2 separate regions of the Athene noctua genome follow, and region 1 is linked to region 2. The links are chromatin contacts, called in public Hi-C maps. All regions are on one chromosome and are shown on one strand. The core of a region is the stretch at or near the end of the contact, and the rest is flanking DNA. Distances in the headings are between cores, read along the strand shown.

What was found. Hi-C and Micro-C count contacts between places; a contact is called where the count stands out from the background.
Region 1: a Hi-C map of heart shows a contact between it and region 2, with 5 times the contacts expected there. The contact joins the promoter of MRPL53 here to the promoter of SNX16 in region 2. A contact is called at or near these places in 2 of 2 Hi-C or Micro-C datasets (heart and liver).

What each region holds. Positions count from the first base shown.
Region 1 is chr2:32,081,324-32,084,023 of bAthNoc1.hap1.1, forward strand. It overlaps MRPL53 (mitochondrial ribosomal protein L53), which reads right to left and starts at 1,296. Exons shown (of 3, transcript XM_074897664.1): 1 at 1,195-1,296. The coding sequence starts at 1,283.
Region 2 is chr2:31,845,908-31,848,607 of bAthNoc1.hap1.1, forward strand. SNX16 (sorting nexin 16) reads left to right here and starts at 1,389. Exons shown (of 8, transcript XM_074898783.1): 1 at 1,389-1,471.

The sequences.
Region 1 (2,700 bases), core at 46-2,545, 240 kb after region 2:
ATTTCTCTCAGCTGGATTAGTAAAAAACCCAAACCAAACCAACAGTAATTTTCATTTTTCTTTATATTCTGTTTGCTTGCCAACGTTTCACTGTTTGGGTTTAAGACATTATTTATTTATTTAATAAATCAGTCTCCTGTAAATTTCTGAAAGGCATGACAGCTACTTGACATTCTGGTGGCTTAAAGACTAAGTTAAGTTGTGCTACTAAGTTCATTTCAAAAATAGATGTGTCCGTAAAGCTACTGAAAACTGACATTTTACAATTGTTTGGTGCAGAACTTGCATCACTCAAGATTTCTCCAACAGTTAATTACCAAGACTGAGCAGCAGCTGCTGCCCCCTCTCTCCCCCATCACCAGCATTTGGACTAGTGATTACAGATCCCCACCTACAGGCTCTGCAACCGAAAGGGGTACCTCGCTGGGTAGTTTGGTAAAGCTAAATGCACATGCCTAGAGGCAAGGGTCTACGCCTGAGATACAGAGATCCTCCAAAAATCAGCACAGAATGAATGCTGTGCGCATCCTGGTAACGCATACATGAACCGAACCCTTATGACAAACACTATCATCTCACTCCAAAACGTCAAGGTTCTGCCTAGACTAAGCTACAAAGCCCTGATAAATGCAAGCCGTCAAAGACCAAGATCATGAAAGTTAAAGTACAGCCGATGCGGAAGTTTGGGAAAAGAAGGTTCTTGTCTAGAGAGGGAACAACAGGTGCTGCCATTTCCCTCGTGATTTGCTTCCAGGGCATCTTTTTACTTTTGCTGGCTACAGTGACAGCAAATCACAGGGCGCTACAGTCACAGCAGTTTTAACGGCTTCGTTCTGCATCTGTCGCTGCTGCGACCGGGGCAGCCGCCGGCTGGGAGGCGCCGCTCTCCCTGCTCCTCCGCGGGCAGAGGGGCGCGGGCCTGCGCCTCTCACCATGCCTGGGCTTGCGGCAGGGCCTGGGGCACAGGCCGCACTGCGGACGCGTGTAACCCCAGCCTCTACACCCCCAAATAAATAAAATTAAAGGCAACAAGTCCAGCCCTCACATCTGCCGTGAAACGTACAGAACCCACGCCCTGGGCACAGGAAGGGCGCTTGGGGGGGTTACAGCTAGGGGAGCCCGGCCAAGGCCTCCTCGCCGGGCGCGGCCCCGACGGCCAGAGCGGGGCCAGGGCTGCCCCCGCAGCTCCCTCACCTCGTGCTCTCCACGTTGGACTCGAAAGGGCAGAAGCGGACGACGATACTCTTCACCGGCCGCAGCACCACATGAATCTTGGAGGCCATCTTCTTTCTGCCCTCCCCAACTACAGCTCCCAGCAGCCCTCTCGCAGAGGCGGGAAATGGAGGCGGGCGCCCCGCCCCCCCCCCGCAGGCACCTGGGAAATGTAGTCCGCCGCGGCCTCCCCCTCGGGCGCGCCCCTCGTGGCGGCCCAGCGGCCCGTTTTCCGTGGCCGTGGAAGGCCACGGGCACGGCGGCGTGGCGCCCGCGGCCCGGTGTGCCCTGCCTCTACCCCCGGTGGGATGACTGCTGCCTGCCCTACGAACCTCGTTTAACAACCCGAGGCGCTCGGGGCGGGCTCAGTTATGGCTGAGGGAGGGAGCGGGGCCGACTGACCAACCTGTCCCAGCTCCTCCACTGACTCAGTAGTTGCAGATGGCAGAAAAAAAAAAGGCACACTTTTGACATAAAAGACCTCCTCTGGGATCCGAAGCAGAAGGCCCTTGAGCCGTTAGGACTTGAATGCAGGAGACAGAGGGCATGGGGTAATGCCTATGGGAAGCTATAGTATATAGTACCCATAAACTTAAGAAGCAAGGTTGGATTTGTTTTCTTTATGTCAAATCTATCCCTATGATGTGACAGCTTTTGATGTCTTCCAGAAGTAGTTTATTTAATACAACTAAATAGACGGATATTAATGAGGATGAATGGATATTAATGAGGATGAATGAGGAATAGCCAATACGGCCAAGGATAAATTAGAGGCAATATTTTGCTATACAACAAGCAGAAGAGCGACTTGTAGGAGGCAATACTACTGGAAGTGAATATGTTGTGTTTTGGGGTTTGGTTTTTTTTGCTGTTTTTTGTTTTTTTTCTGGCAGGTTAGATACAGCAGACCACAGCTAGCCTTTAAACAAAGGTTTTTGGATGTTGGTGTGGTTGGTGCCAGCTGTGTATTTTCCACTAGATGGCAGAACCCTCCCTGATAAATGTCTGCAGCGGCCTCCTGGCTCCCTGCTGCTCAACAGCACCCGGATCCTAGCGAGGGTTAGGGGGGGGCGGGGGGAATAAACCCAGTAGCAATGGCATTTCAACCCACGTTGTGAATCTCTATGGAATAGTCAATCCAGACCCATGCTTCTGATCTACAGGAGCTGCATTAAATATCTATCATCCCTTGTAATGGGTAACCGTTTCTCAGAAGCTTATCTTTCTTTATTGGAAGTTCTCTTTTTTTTAAAAAAAATCACATAGTCCTTGGGAAAAATCATGCTCTTCGTTGAGATTTAGCCAAGAGAAACTAAGTAGCAAAACTAAACACGGAGGAGTCAATGTAGTTTTAATATTTTTATTCTTTTTAAAAAATATATATCATAGTCTTCCTTTATGGGAAAAAATACATTTCTGTGAGATATCTTTTGAAAGACTCCATCATAACAAATAAATGTCTGATTTAAATAGGAATTTTTCCTATTT
Region 2 (2,700 bases), core at 139-2,638:
TGTGATATAGAGAAATGATTACTTATTTTGAGATTTATTTACTTATCGAAAACTGCTTAGCACCCAGACTGTTCTGTGGAATTTTACCAAGGACTACTGTTCATCAAAACAAAGCAGTTCACTGTGAAAATCTACCAAGGATTACAATGTTCAGCAAAATATTATACTTTTGTCCTTGAGTAACAGATGGCTCTAACTAGTTGGAATTTTGCTAATGAGTAAAGATAGCCCTATACAAATGGTAGAAGTTCTATTGGTTCTCTTAGATAAGATAGAAAGTAAACCGTCTGAAAAACACTCTCGTTATTCAAGAAATTGGCCAAGAGAACCTGTGCATGCTCCGGGAAAAAAAACAAAGTGAGAAAGACTACGAGCCTTCCTCCCAAAGACCCCCGAGGATGACCACCAGGAAGCAATGTGCAGGTGCAACGATGACATAAACTGTTTTCATCAGCCTTTCTAACTAACCCAGCCTTACTCATGCATATGTATGCTTGTGTTATGTAATTCAACGAATATGGATATCCACACTCTGTAAGTTTTTGGTAAAATGTGCGACGGGTGTGCAAGCTTTGTGGAGAAATCCCCTTGCACCCCGGCGCCGGAGTCAACATACCTGCTTTATAACTCTATTCGAGTTGTAGAGTCTTTTTTTTTTTCCGCGAATCACCTGTTTAAAACATACCTAGTTCACTATGAGATAGTGAGATACTGTTTTATATCCACCACTATTTAAGAACAGTGATTTCCTCCCTGCCACTCCCCTCCAGCAAATTCACTTATCGCTTCCACCCGTGAAGTCTCACGTGGCACTCCACCATGCCCCTTACGCTGCCATATGAAAACACCTCGCGGTACAGCACGGCTTTATGGTGGTGCCCCGTGAGATGACGTTAACGCCCCACACTGCCCCTGGGGTTTTCGTCCCCGGGACCCAGGAATGCGAGGACCCGCCGCCCCTCCCTGCCTGCCCGCGGCCACCTTCCCGCTCCGCTCCTTCCACCCCTTCGCGGCGAGGGCGCCGCGGGCCCACCTGGCCGAGGGGCAGCCTGACGCTGCCGGGGGCGCGGGAGGCCCCCCCCCGCTGCCCGGAAGCTGGAGACCCTGGGGCCACCCCGGCGGGCAGCCCGCGCACACCGCTGGGGCGGCGGCCGCCCGAGAGCCCTCAGGGCGCTTCCCGCGCTCCCCTCAGCCGCCGCCGGGCCAAGGCACTACAGCGCCCAAGGTGCACCGCGGCCGGCGCGCGACAGAGCGAGCTCGCGCCGCCTGCCGGGCAGCGCAGGCGGCGGCGACGGCCCCGCCCCCTGCGCGCGGCCCCCGCCCGCCACGCGCCGCAGGTACCGGCCCGCCGCCCCGCCCACCCCTCCCAGCCCGGGGCGCCGCGCGCGGGGGGCGGGGCCGGGCCGGCCGGGGGGGAGGGGCGGCCCCGGCGGTGGCGCGGCAGAGGGAGGGGGAGCGCGGCGGCGAGCAGGTGAGTGGGGGCGCTCGCCCGCCCTTTGCTGCGCGCCCGGCGGGAGGGAGGGAGGGGGCGAGCGGGGCAGGAGGCGCCGTCGCCGGGAATGGGGAGGCGGGCGGCGGGGAGCTCGGGCTGGGTCGGCCCTGGCCTGTCCCACCCCGCGCCGGGCGGTGGCGCAGCCGCCGCAGCCCCGGCGCACCTGTACGGAGGCGGCCGCGCCGGTCCCCGCCGGTAGGGGGCGCCGGTTGTGCCGGCGCGTGGGCTGCGGCGCGGCTGGGGCCGGTCCCGGTCCCGCGCGGGCGGGACGGCGGGGACGGGACCCCCCTTCCGCAGGGCGGGGGTGAGGAGCGGCGCCGCACTTCGGGGGCGGTGCCTTAGCCGGTTCCCGAAGGCTGGCGGCCGGGCAGGGCTTGCCAGGCCGTGCAGCTGCGCCAGCCCGGTCCCTCCGGCACCGCCGCTCCCCAAGTTACGTAAAGCGGCGCGAGCGGCCCTCGGCGAGCGCGGCCGCCGGGAGGCGGGAGCCGCGTCCCCGCCGTGGCGGTGCCGAGCGCGGGCGGCTGCCACCGGCCGCTTTCCCTCCGCGCGTTCCCTCCGCTTTGGGGCTGTGTCGGCCGCTGGCGGGTGACGGAAAGGTAACGGCGGGTTCTGTTTGGTCTTCGTCCGTTTCGGAACCATTAAGTCACACAAAGGTAGGCAGCGTGAGCACATCCTGCTGTGGAATTGGGAGGGGGGCAGTTACCTTCAGTTGTTTCTAATTCGGTAACAGGCTGGGGCAGGAATTGCCCTCATCTCTGTGTGTGCGAGGTGTGATAAAATAGGCCCCGATTTTGAGTTCATGAGGAGAGGAAGATGTTAAGTAACTTGATCGAAGTCGACACAAAATTATTCTTTTGAAAAAAAGTTACAAAACCTAACTCGGCAAGTTGTCTCTTTAAATATTCCACTAGTTCTTCAGCGGACATTCCATGGTAGCACTTAAATCCTAAACAACAGAGGCCAGCCTGACTGGGTTGTCCAAGCAGAAATATAATGTATGTAACCAGATCACAAATAGTACTGCATAGCTAAAAGTCTTCTAAATCCAATTAGAACTTTTAAGTAAGGATTGTTTTGTTTCTAATCTATTATTCTTGAATCCTGTGGTTTGCGTGTTTCTCACTGAACGTACAAACCATTAGCTTAAAAGGGTTTGGAATTGCGATAGCTGCAAGCTGGAGGCAAACCCTTTTTAAGTGGTTTTATTA